2 separate regions of the Mus musculus genome follow, and region 2 is linked to region 1. A link is a contact called in public Hi-C data. All regions are on one chromosome and are shown on one strand. Each heading gives the region's core, a stretch centred on a gene start, on an enhancer-like site or on the middle of the called end of the contact. The rest is flanking DNA. Distances are from core to core; before and after follow the strand shown.

Region 1 (6,980 bases), core at 4,183-6,682:
CTCTGAAAAGATCACCAGTGAAGCTCGTCGACACCAGGGGAAGAAGATACCATGTCTTCAGTGTCAGAGACATTCTAAACAGTCAGTCAGCAGTTCACGTCTCAAGCAATCACAGGGCCAGGGCGAACCTGTCATGCGAACCTCATTCAGAGTCACATTTCAGAGAGCGGAATGAAGACCCCCTACCTCAACTCTGCTAAGAGGTGACAGGAAAGAAAAGGATCACCATCTAGGGCCAGGAAGGTGGCACAGTCACTAACGTGCTTCCCGTGTAAGCATGAGGGCCTGAATTTGTTCCCCAGAAGCCACGTAGAAAAGCCTGATGGGATTGTATGTATTACAGCCTCAAGGCAGATGAGATCAGATCTAAAGCTGTGGAGGTTGCAGCATTGGTCCAAACCTCCCATTCCCATGCGAGTCAAGCACAGTAGAGGCGGGTTTCAAATCTCTCTAATAGCATCCTTTCTTCACAAATTTCCTTCAACTATCCCTGGCTTAGAACTAGGACTATCTCCTCTCAGCCAAACTCTATGGTGTGCTGGGACGTGCTGGGTCCTGTAGGATTCTCTGGATACTGATAGGCCCAGTCACTGCAATGCTCTTCCTTGTTAGAACCTACTGGTTAGTCCACGATTTGGACCTCAGTGTCTGATGAGGGTATGGTTTTGTTTCCTGTTTTGGGACCTTACAATTCCACTTAACTTAAGAATTATTTCTTCTCCCCTCAGGGCGCATTCAAGGCCCTTACTGTATGCCCTTCTCCTTGGGTTTCTGCTGCATGGGTAGAATGGGAGCTTGAAGAACAGTGTCCCAAGAGAACTCACTGGTAAAGCTTGCCGCCTGAAGAATCTTAGTGACAGCAACCTTCCTGTAAACGTAGCTCTTTGCATGGGTTACAATTTGCCACCTGCCAAGACTGACCTGGGGAGGGCTGTGGCATTCACTCCCACGGGTGTGAGGCATTGGGGTTCTGGCTGTGCTCACGTGGGTCATAGACGCTCCTTGTAGGGGTTCCCTCTCTCCCTCCCTCTCCACATCCCCCTATTTGGTTTCTTACTTGCCCCAGAGCAGCATGGTTCCTAGGACAGCAGTGACTCTGCATGGTCTCTGAAAACCCAACTGAGAAGAGAAAGAAAAGCACTGTAGCCCCTAGCCAGGCTTCTCTGGGTCATCCTGCTTCACACACACACACGTATACAGACACACGTATACACGTGTACATACACGTATATACACGTATACACACACATACACACATATACACACATGTATACACACATACGCATACACACATATGCACACAAACACACACATGTATACACACATGTACACACATACGCATACACTCATACACACATATACACACAAACACACACACGTATATACACATACACATATACACACATATACACACGCATATACACACATGTATACACACATGTACACACACATATGCATGCACACGTACACACACGTACACATATGCACACACACACACATATACAAACGTATACATATGCACATATACACACGCATACACACAAACACACACATAAACACATGTATACACACATGTACACACACATACGCATACACACACACATGTACACACATACGCACACATACACACACACACACACACACACACACACACACGCACACAACTCTGCCAGGGCTGCTTGCAAAGGACTTATTGCTAACACAAGTTTTCTGTATTTGAAAGGACTGATCGGATGATAACTTCTGGGTTTATTTTCACCAATGGAACCCCACAGTCAAGGCTCCAGGGTCAGTGTCCAGACCAAGATCCCCTGAGGCCTGCTCAAGCTGACATGTTTTGTGTGAGTCTCACCAAGTGTTGCGGAAGGGCCTGCATCCCCCTGGGATGCAATTCTATCCCGGAATTTCATCTCTCAGATTCTTCAGTGCCCAGAGCACCGAGCCTTAAGAACAGAGTCTGAAGCAGAGGACTTATGCTTCTTCTTATGAATAGGATGGTAGTCTGGGCAACGTCCTAGGATGGTGATCTGGGCAACCTCAGATCACTCACCACAAGCCCAGAGTAAAAATAGAAGTCCTTCTTGGCCTTTGGCTTTGTGTGTGTGTGTGTGTCTGTGTGTGTGTGTGTCTGCGTCTGTGTGTCTATGTGTGTCTCTATGTGTAATGTTTGTGTATCTATATGTGTGTCTCCCTGTGTACGAGAGATGTGTGTGTGTGAGTGCACACACACTTGCAAGCACATCCTGCCTTCTCACTCTTTCTCAAACTTTATCCCAGGTACATAGTTTATAACTCCTCGTTGGGAAGCCAGGGACAGGTCCTTTCTTGTGGACCCAATTTGCCTGATTTACCCCTGCCCTATATGCGTAAACTCCCCATAATTCTTTGTGTGCTTCACACTGGGCATCCCATGCCTGCCTGATGTCAGCTCCCCAGAGTCAGTCCCTATTCTGGCCTCCCTTGACTGTGACCTGCATAACTTTGGGACCCTCCTGATGGATTAATGGGAAGTGAAGAAATGATAGAGAGACAGACGACACCCTGGAACCTAGTGGGTTGTATGCTCCATAGAGACACAGTGAGAAGCCAGCTCCTTTATTTATACGGGCAGCATCAGCTAAGAGGTTCAGCTGATCTCAGTAGCCATTCTCTGCAGGAGCAGTCTCAGCTGCTGTCACCTGGGATCAGGAAGCTGCATTAGGTACCTTCTCCACAAGATGGTTTTAGCCAAGGGTCAACTTCTCATTAACTCCTGTACCCAGGGCAGAAAAGGCTTTGTCATTTCCTGAGCCTGCCTCAGGGAAGGCCTTACTGTTCCCGTGGGTCTGAGTCACTGGTATCCTTTATTTGGCTGTTTTCCTGTCTTGGATGCTCATTCATACAGGGGTACACACCCGCTCCCCAGAAACCAAGCCATCATAAATCACACCGATTACGCAAAATAATCCACAAATTGTTTTTTTGTATGTTTGTTTTCTAATTTTCCAGACAGCTTTTGGCTATGTAGCCCAAATTCTCAATCCTCCTGTCTCCATCGTTCCTCACTTATAGACTTCAAGGGATTGCACTTGATGTATCAATTACGTCTCTGTTGCTACAGCAAAACGCCATGGTCAGAGCAACCTATGGAAGGAGCCTTAGGACCTTAGGATTCCAGAAGAACAAGAGAGCCCACGATGGCAGAGGAGAGGCCAGGCAACAAGCAGCAGGTGCAGGGCCAAAACCCAACTCCAGTGACACACTTCCGCCAGCAAAGTCACTCTGAACATCACAGACAGTACCTGCTAGCCTTCTGTCCAAACTCCTCCCCACAGTTACCTGGCAACAGCCAGGTAGGCCTGGCCCACTATAAAAGGGGCTGCTCGCCATCTCTGTCTCTCTGTCTCTCTCTCTCTTGCCTTCTTTCCTTCCTTTCTTGCCTCTTGCTCTCTTGTTCCCTCTCTCTCCCCATTCCCTTCCCCCACCTCCACGTGGTCATGTCTGGCCTCTACTTCTGTGGCCCGTAGTCCATCTCTGTCAATAAAGTCTTATTAACCCACCTCCATACATATTTGTTTGCACGTCATCTATAGCTGCTTTGGGGCTCTAACAGGTCTCAAGAGACATCATGCAGACTCAAAAACCTAAACTATCTTCTGGGTGGCTTTTATCAGAATGTCTGTTGACCTTTATAAAGAAACAAGGTGTCCTTCTGGAGACCCGAGTGTGTGGCCAGAGAAGGCCTCGTGCAAAGGACCTCATTCACTCTAAAACAGAACAATGTGATAATTCTGCTAGGTTCTATTGGTTTATAGTAAAAAAGAAAAAAAAAAAAAAGAAAAAATGCTTTTTAAGTGTGATAAACAAGTTGCCGGCTATTACATGAAGGAAACTTCAAACAGTGAAGGAAACAACCCCCAAACTTTCATCTTGTTCCTTGTGCAAGGTGCTAAAAGCATTTTTGAACTTTGTTTGTATTCTCATTGGGCAGATGGGCGGGGTAAGCTCTGCTCTGTTCAATAAACAACATGACAAAGAAGGATTGTGTGATGTGGTCCTAGACACCACTTTACGTTCTGGTTAGGGGTGAAAGCCACACTTCTCCTCCAGGAAGGGCTGCCCTCCTGGTGATGCCTGGGACACATTCACCCTCCTTGGTGATGAGTTGGCACCCACTCCTTTCTCTCACTTCACACCTTTGTGCTAAGTCAACACTTGAATATGGCTTAGCTATCTGTTTCTTGAAAAACATGGCAGATACCATTCGTGGAACAGAGGGATCAATCAAAGAGAATGACAGAGCAGGTAATGCTCTATTCCCCCCCCCCCCCGCCCCCGAGAAAATGCTTGTTGGCATCCACGCAGAGCATAAAGCCCTCTGCTTTCTCAGATGGGTGGGCTGCTGGAACAGACGATGGGAACACCCCTCCAGTGTGGACCACTCCCCAGGAAAGCATCCAAACACACCTTGCCCTTTGTGGGGTGTCTCATGCCAATCTCCCTTTAACTTGCCATCCCCCCTTGGAACTCTGCCCTGTGGGATGCCTTAGTCAGCCAACTTTGCCCCCTTTCAAACCCTCCAGCTCCAGTTTCAGGTTCTCTGATGATCCTTGTGATGGTCTTGGGTGGAGAAATTCATTCCGCTTCTTCCATGGTTGCCTGGCTGCTCCCCTTTGTAACTTCACTTTGTATTCCTTCCTGTTCGATACTTCTCAAAGTACTGAGACTTTAAAGAGGTGCAATAAATCCCGGATCGGGTTTTAATGACCACAGTAAGCCTGCTTGTAATATGTCAGTGAGCTGAACCCGAAAGCCAATGGGGACTAGGCCATTTCTGCCTTAGTAATTGTCTCCACAGAAAGATTTATAATGTCATTATCTGAATCTATAAGAAATAACTCATGGCGCTGAAATACCCTAAAAAAAATATTACAATTCTCTTAAAATCTAGTCATTCATAAATGCTAAATCATAAAACTTTTTTCAAGATGTTTTATGTTAAAAGTAAAACCTAGTAAAAATATAAATGCTCACTTCTTAATCAGACTCCTCATTCTTTATGTGTATGTTTATAGCTTTTCCATTTTCTGGGATATATTTACAAACCGAACAGCAAGCTGCCCTCGTCCTCTGGGATCACAGGCAGCTACGGTGTCTGAAAAGGCCATTTCTCCTCACCTTCTCATCTCTGCACGATTACCATGTAGCAAGGAGGGAAAGGAGATTTAGCCTGGCGATAAAACTTGCCTCAGTGATCAAAGTCCCCGTTTGCCAAAGTTCTCCATGAAAGGGGAAAAAAAAAACAAATAAACAAAAACTAACACACACTAAACTTCCTGCTAAATGTGCCACAGGGCTGTTTTTAGATGTTTCTGTAAACTCCTTTTCCCCCACAAAGACCAGCCACTCTTTCCAAATAGTGGGAAGCCGCCTCATGCTTTATCCAAGTTTCATAAGCCCTGGGATTGCCACATCTTCCCATCTGCCTCCTATGCCGACCTTGAGGTTGAGCAACCTGCGTGCTTTCTGCAGCTAAAATCCTCTTGGGGATCCAGAGTCCATTACAGTTTTAACACATCCCTCAAGATGTTTTTCATAATTTGTAAGGCTTTTCTTGGTTTTGTTGCTTGCTTGTTTCTTTCCTTAAACACATTAATTTGCCATAAGCTAAAGCCTGGTGTTTGGGCTCCGACTCCTCTCCACCTCCAGGAGTCCTCCCCACCTCCAGGAGTCCTCCCCACCTCCACCAGCCTCAAGGCTGAGATTTGCTCCCTGGTTTTCACACCTAGGATTGCAGATGAGCCTTCTGGGAATGGAGCACAGAGTTGTCTGAAAGGGTTTGGAAAAGAAAATTAATAGCCTCTTCTTCCTCCTCTTCCTCTTCCTCCTCCTCTTTCTCTTCTTCCTCCCCTTCCTCCTCTTCCTCCTCCCCTTCCTCTTCCCCTTTCTCTTCCCCTTCCTCCTCCCCTTCCTCCTCCCTTTCCTCCTCCCCTTCCTCTTCCTCCTTCCCTTCCTCCTGCTCCTCATCTTCCTCCTTCAGCTGCCTCTCCATGTTTTCCCTCCCCTACTCCCTCCGCCCCCTTTACAGTGTGCCACCTCATCAAGTTGACCTACTTTCCCCAGGTCTTCGCTTTTACTTTCCAAGTGACAGCTCTGCAGATAGTAACGCCCAAGTACTTTGTCTCAATGGAAAACTATACTCACCATCCTTTCAGGAACACATCCCAGTGAGTCAGAGACCCACCCACCATCCCCTACACACCAGAGACTCTAGAAGGAGCACCAAGTCTCTATTCTCGTTGTCTTGCCACCCACATCCAAAGGATCACCAAGAAACCTACCTCTCAGAGCCCTTCAGTGTGATTATTATTCTCTATGGCAATCACCCTAAGACCCACAGTGCTGTCTCACCTGCAGGATGGCAGCTGCCTCCCAGTGATGACCCCCATGGAAATCTAATGATTCAGGCTGACTTGCTAATGAAGAGTATAAATAGGCTAATTCTAAGCAGTGCTAAGAACTATGCAGAACACACCCCAACTGTGTCATGACACCTCTAGGAGGTGGAAGGAGCTGAGATCTTTGTGTAGACAATGGAGGATGACAAGAACCAAAGCAAGAGGCTGAGCAAAGTACAAGGAGCCTGTGTCAGAAACAAGATGCAGAGCTGACCTCAGGCTCCTAAGTGGGAGGTGTAAGGAGCTGGAAAGGATAAGGAAGGGAAAAGCAGGGGTTGGAGGTCGTGCACAAACTAGGTCTAGTGCCAAGCAGGTTCCTGGTCTTAGAGAAGGAGCTACGATCCTTCGTCATATGCCAGGGAAAGCCTCAGCAGATCTGGCCCTCAACAGGTATTCCAAAGAGAAAACTAATTTGGGAACAAAGACGACTACACTCAGGAAGGGGCTACATGACCCAAGGCCCTGTGATGACTAAAGACACCCATGTAACTTGTACAATACCACTTGAGGTGAAGTTCCACGTAATTATCACTGATATCTAGG
Region 2 (6,805 bases), core at 949-3,448, 530 kb before region 1:
ATGCGTTTATCTGCCACGTGTGTGCTGGTGCCCCTCCCTCAAGGCCAAAACACGGTGTTGGATCCCATGAAGCAGGAGTTAAAGGCGGTTCTGAGCCACCCAACACAGGTGCTGGGAACTACACTCAGGTCCTCTGCAAGAGCAGCAAGCACTCTTAACTGTGGAGCCGTCCCTTTGGCCCCTGTGCACGTATTTTAAAAGTTTTATCAATTACTTGCCCTGTAGCCTGTGCTATGTGCCTTTATTGTAATGAAACTGCCGCTGCGAATCTGAAGTCTGTTGTCTTAAAAGGTGAATCTGCAGCTGCCAATCTGAAGTCTATTGTCTTAAACGGCGAAACTGCAGCCACGAATCTGAAGACTATTGTTTCATAAGGTACCTGTGGTTGGGAGGGGACAAGACCTGGAAAGAGCTGCAGAGGCCGGGCTACTTACTTTGAAGAGCCCAGGGAAATTATCTCTGACCTCACAGCCCGTCTCTAGGAGGGGGCGTGGCTCCATTGATTACTCTGCAGCTATTTTGAGTAATGAGATGGAGCTCCTGCACAGCAAGAGGTAGATTTTCCTCTGTTCATGTAAATTTTATGGAAATGAGCATTTATTAGTCGACATCACGGAAACCCACCCCTAAGGCTTGCGGTTCTCACTGCAAGGTTCAGCAGGACTGAGGAAGGGTTCTGTTAGGTTTCCCTGCATTTCAGGAGGGGCTTGACCTTCTTGCTGTCAGCAGAACCAACACTGTCTGGAGGCATCATCCCAGGGCGACATGAAGAAAGTTCCAGAAATACTGTTAACATCCACTGCCCCACCAACACGCCCACGCTGTGGAGACAGTAGTTGTCGAGGCTGCAGAAAATTTATTACCAGTGTCGCGGTGTTTGCTAAGACAGAAAGCTTCCATCTCATGCTTTTGAGTTCACCAGAGAATAAAATTTGATCATTACCATGCTTGTCTGAAACTAGATTAATAAAGGCAAAATAAAGCTCAAAACTATTTCTATGGAGACTTTGTCCAGACCCCCTCCCCAGTGTGTTTCTCTTATCCCAGTCTGGCCTCAAACTCTTTACACTTCCAAGAACGACGCTTATGATCTTTCAATCTCCACAACCCGTGTGCTCAGATTACAGTTGTGCACTACCTCACCTGGTTAATGCACGATGGAGATCCAGTCAGGACCCTGGGTATGCTCAATAAGCTCTCTACCAACTGAGCCAATCCCTAGCCTGCCAGGGTTTCCCTCAGCCCAGCAATCCTCATATAGTTTTGTTATTTGCCCTCAACCCTTTACGATCATTGAGGAAACACAGATTCGGTGAGTTCTGCCCCAGTCCTGATCTTTAAACCTTTGGCCATGTCCAAAGTTGAAGTGTGTGGACCCTGGCATTGCCACTCCCGCTTCATACGAGGCCAAGCGGTATCCGGTCAGGACTTCCATGATCTACACAAGGAAGGTGGAAGCTGGCACTTGTGGGTTCCCCAGGGCAGCCTGCCAGCTCAGTCGCTATGGTAATGAACTCCCGTGGCCTCCCTGGGTATTTATTCCACCAGGGGATTTCCCCCTTTTCCTTTTCCAAGAGAGTTCTCAAAACTGATTTAAATATTATGATACGCTCATCTCTGAGTGCTAAGTGGGAGACGTATTCACGTTGGCTGGGAAACCTTTTAAAATATAGACTTTCCTTCCCTCAAATGGCGCTGCCACAAAGGTGAATGTTCTCCTAATAGACGGTTCCTTTAACACACACACACACACACACACACACACACACACACTCCATGAAAGTTGAGGTTGCAGGATGGCTCTGTGCTTTTAGCAAGGTTAATGTTGCTAAGCAACTAAGTAACCATAAAAGGAGAAGCAGGTACCCATTGAAAGGAAACGTCGCTCTTGTGCAAAGACAAGACTTGCCTGTCGTCTGTAGGCAGCAGAGTTTTCCCTGTTGCCACTTTACAGCTGCAGCTCTGGACTGAAGCATGCTCTGTGCAAATATGGGAGGTTTGGCCCTGGGGGATATGCAGGGAGGATCAGCTATTGAGAATATACAATCTGAGAGGTGTCATTAGCAGGAGACATGGTCTCACTATGTAGCCCAGGCTGAGCTCCGACTCAAGATCTTCCCACATACAAGTATACAGTACTCAGAGAAGGACAGTGGCCTACCCAGGGTCACACTGCCATTTAGGATGGCTAACTTTGACCCGATTGATTTCCAAGTGGTTTTATTTCTATTTGACCTTAGAGTCACCCTCGGTGCAGTTCCTCCTAGCCCAGGACTAAACACAGCACACAGCACATCTTCCTCCAGAACAGTGGAAGGAAGCCAACAATCTCTCTCCTTCCCTTCCCCTTTCCTCTGTGTAGTCCTGAGAAGATGTCCCCCACGGTGTTCATCGCAAACACACGCTTGATGACTGGTTAGGACATGGGCTGATTCACAGAGCTTATCTGCGGCAAATCAAGTTCATGGTTTCATCAAAAGTGTATCGACTTCTGCGGATGTTATTCACCTAAGGAGAACAATCTTTCTTCTATGTAAGTTTTGAGGCAAATAATGACTTTATTTTATTATTTTAGTAAGTTTTAGAAGCTAGCACTCAAAAGGAATGGATCTCATTTTGATGGAAATGGGCCTCACAGTACAAATCATACGCTGTTGTAATTCATCTTTCTCTCCCAGGATCTATGTGTGTGAGTTTGTTAATCTTAAGTTCTAGTTGAAGAATGAGGAGAGGGGGCTGGGGAAGATGACAGTCAGCAAAGTATTCGCCATAGGTGCTTGAAGAACCGAGTTCTTTTGAACTGGCAGGGAAAACTGGGTTAGGGTGGCCAAGGCCTGGAATACCAGTTTTAGGGAGGTGAAGCCAAGATGATTCCCAGGGCTTGCTGGCAAGCCAGTCTAGTGAATTACTGACAAGCACCAGGTTCATTGAGAGCCTCTCTCTCTCTCTCTCTCTCTCTCTCTCTCTCTCTCTCTCTCTCTCTCTCTCTCTCTCTCCCCCCTCTCTTACATGGATATCTATACACACACATACACATGAGCACACATACACACACATGAGCACACACATGCATATACATATATACATGCACATACATACATACATGCATATGAGCACACACATGCATACACACGTATGCATATGCATATGTGCACACACAGACACAGACACAGACACATGGAGGGTGATTGAGGAAGACACCCAATACTGACCTCTGGCCTCCACACACACTTGTGCACACGTGTGCGCTCTCCCACTGGAATGAAAATGATGAAGCCAATGAGCAGACACCGGCTCTTCCAGTCTCAGTCACATCAGCATCAGAAGCTACCTCCTCCAAGGGGTCTGAAGAGCTGCCATCAGGGTGGGAAGGGGAAGGCACTCAGGGAACAAGATGTCCTGAACGATTTTATGATTCTTGTAACCTTAAGAGGTATGCTGAGATGGAAGTGCTTTAGCCAAGCTACAGCTCTGAGGTGGCCCTGGCAGGAGGCCCTCCGGAATGTTTCCTGGGGGCCAACACTTGAGCACCCTCCCTACACACACACACACACACACACACACACACACACACACACACACACACACACACTTGTGCATGCATACATGTGTATATTGTATACACACACTTGTGCATACACACACATGTACACACACATGTACACACACATGTACACACACACACACACACACACACACACACTGCCTATGTCACCAAGCCTACGGAAGTGTACATGCCTTGTGGGAAGTTATGAAAACAGGTACTGAGGGTTCATGGGGACGGCTCTTAAGAAACTCTGCAATTGCTGGCTGTAGTAAGAGAGCTATAAACACATTTTCAGAGTGTCTTTGGCATGGCTTTGCACAGCGGCTCCTTTACAGCTGCCCTATGCTGGCAGGGAAGGATGGACAGCCCGAGAGAAGCAGAGGCATACACCCTGGGAGAGGAAACCATGCCTGGGTTTCTGGTTTCCTTTCCTTCTTTAGTTTACTTTTAAGATAAAGTTTTAAAGAGTAGAACTACACAATCATGTTGGGGAACACACCATCCCGTGACGGGCCCTATGTCATCTTTAGAAAAGACTGTCCTCCGGAATCTGGGAGTGATGCTGGTATCCAGATGAAGGGGTCAAATAAAAACTTCAAATTGTAGTCACCTCATCACAGGCTTACACGATTGCCAGCGAGTGGGGACACGTGGCCAAAATTCAGAGTGTAGTACTGTGTGCTGGCTTGCTGAGCTAGGGCAAAGGATCCTTGGCTGCTTTTCAGGTGGCCTCTGCACATCGTACGGTGAGCCCATATTGACTCATTATCTAGCAACTGGGGGAGTTAAGAAAGCAACATTGGGTTGGGATGAGGTGGAGAAGAATTGGTTAGATCAAGAATAACCACGACCCCACCGCCGCCCCCAAGGCTGAGAACAACAGCATGGCTAAATAAACTGAAAGAACAGTTATTACATTTGGGTCAGAAAAAATAAAAACAATGGCAAACATTTAAAAATGAGAGACATAAAGCAGACACCCATTAACCTATTTTAGAATAAAATATGTGTGTTTTTTTTTATAAGGAAGACAAGCTCACTCTAATGAAGTGGTAAGCCAATGTGACATTATAACTTAAGGGGAGATGGCAAGTTCACATTATTTACATAAATCTTTGGGGCAGGGGACACCAGTGATCTGATTAATTTTCCAATTAGCTGCTTGAGTTCTTACTGGACCTCGTTAGTGTGACTAGTTTGTCCAAACAAGCTGGCTCTCTCACAAACCGGGCGTGGCCTCTCTTTTCTATGGGCGAGATGGGATTCTGGGACTATCTATCATCTCTTGAGCTGGGGCTTTGCCCAGGAAGAAGAAGATTTTCAGGCTCCCATTGCTCCCTCCTGCCTGGGAGACCGCCCCCATTGAGAAGTGCATGCATACAGTTTACAAGTGTTGGACACAGAGTCTTATCTACAGGGCAATACATGATTACCACAAACCTTATGAGTTGGACAGGCTTGTGCCTCAACATGGGCAATTTCTGCTTCATGAGGGAAGTTCTCAGAATTGAGACAAAAAGAAGACTTAGATATTTGGCTGAATACTTTGTAAAGACTACAATGTACTTTGAGGTTAGGAGTGGGATGAAGAGGAGGAGGAAGAAGAAGAAAAGAAGGGGTATGTGCAGTATAGTTTTATGTCAATTTGACACAAACTAGTTATCCAAAGGCAGTAATCTCAGTTGAGAAAATGCCTCCATGAGATCCAGCTCTAAGATATTTTCTTAATTAGTGATTGATGGGGGAGGGCCCAGCCTCTGGCTGATGCTATGCTTGGGCTGGTGGTCCTGGGTTAAGAAAGTAGGCTGAGCAAACCATAGGGAGCAAGCCAATAAGCAGCACCCCTCCATGGCCTCTACACCAGCTCCTGCCTCTAGGTTCCTGCTTTGCTTGAGTTCCTGTCTTGACTTCTTTAATGATGAACAGTGATATGTAAGTGTAAACTTTTTGTCATGGTGTTTCATCACAACAATAGTAACCCTGACTAAGACAGGGAGGGAGGGAGGGAGGGAGGGAGGGAGAGAGATAGAGACAAGAGACAGAGAGAGAGAGAGAGAGAGAGAGAGAGAGAGAGAGAGAGAGAGAGAGAGAGTAAGAGAAAGGGCTATCTATCTCCATCTATGTATGTACGTATGTATGCATGTATGTATAATCTATCATCTATGTATACACACACACATATATATATATATGTATGTATGTATCTATCATCTATTTCTTGCTAGCAAAGAGTCACAGCCCTGAGCTGTGCAACCACACTGTGTGCTGCTGACAGACTGGCCATCTGCCTCAAGTTAGGAGGCGGCCAGCTCAGCGCCGGGAGGCCTGGCTCAAGTTGCAAATTCCTCAAACAGACATCAATTTCTGGACTTCAGAGGAGACCAAACACCGAGTGCTCAGTCTGAAATATTTATGAAAAAAGCATACCATTGGTTTTTTTGTTTGTTTGTTTTTTGTTTTAAATTGGAGATGGAACAGCTAGATAAGGAGCATTAAGGCCGAGAGGAGAAGCAGAGCCTAGAGTAATACTGTTCACAATGTGGGGATTTCGCAATCCACAGACCTCCATGGTAATGAGTTCTTCAGTCCCCTCTGCAGACACAGAGAGACTCAGCAGCAGGGTTGGGTTACAAGGCCAGAGGCTGCTCTGCCCCTCAAAAGAAAGTCTGAGTTTAGGTCTCAAGTCCACTGCAAGGCTTACATACCATGTGAACACTTGTTTTATATTCGAGAAAACAGAGTTTGAGATGTGGGCAGTGCTAGGATCTGGCCACACAGAAGAATACTGGTTTTATAGCCTTTTGCATTTTTTCCATGATTACTAATTAAATTATCTGTCCATCTACCTATCAATCATCTATCTATCTATCTATCTATCTATCTATCTATCTATCTATCTATCTATCTATCTATCTGCCTATCTGCATGTGTACCCATGTGTGTATGAGCACATTGGGGCTGTGCCCTCAGAGGCCAGAAGATGTGTGGATCCCCAGGAGCTGTAGTTAGGGGTAAGGTGATTGTGAGTGAAGGTGCTAGGATCTGAACTTCGTTCTGTACAAACACTCTTGAGAGAGGAGCCAGCTCTCCAGTCCTCCTGAAGTTTCCTGTAAGAACTCTGCTTAAAGGGGAAAAGTTAGGGATTTCACCTGAAAAGAGTTAGGCTCCTACTTTTCAGTCCCCCCTTCTAACCATGATTTAAAATATATAGCTTTCTGCATATGTGCTTTTACATATATGCACATCTATATATTCTTA

What was found. Hi-C and Micro-C count contacts between places; a contact is called where the count stands out from the background.
Region 2: a Hi-C map of liver shows a contact between it and region 1, with 1.8 times the contacts expected there. The contact joins two enhancer-like sites. A contact is called at or near these places in 1 of 484 Hi-C or Micro-C datasets (liver) and 1 of 115 datasets of contacts at active chromatin or transcription factors (embryonic stem cells).

Annotation. Positions count from the first base shown.
Region 1 is chr2:169,395,708-169,402,687 of GRCm38.p6, reverse strand. It overlaps Gm14250 (predicted gene 14250), which reads right to left. Exons shown (of 4, transcript NR_166154.1): 4 at 5,397-5,808. 4930529I22Rik (RIKEN cDNA 4930529I22 gene) reads left to right here. Exons shown (of 3, transcript NR_166086.1): 2 at 1,724-1,841; 3 at 2,989-3,546. Among named protein-coding and RNA genes, the nearest start is that of 4930529I22Rik, 6.3 kb to the left of the region's middle. Within about 2 kb of position 5,432, at least 18 of the 459 cell types and tissues checked have an H3K27ac peak or open chromatin away from gene starts, as enhancers often do. A contact at or near this core is called in liver, where this site is marked.
Region 2 is chr2:169,923,649-169,930,453 of GRCm38.p6, reverse strand. It overlaps a transcript of Tshz2 not described here. Among named protein-coding and RNA genes, the nearest start is that of AY702102, 36 kb to the left of the region's middle. Within about 2 kb of position 2,198, at least 31 of the 459 cell types and tissues checked have an H3K27ac peak or open chromatin away from gene starts, as enhancers often do. A contact at or near this core is called in liver, where this site is marked.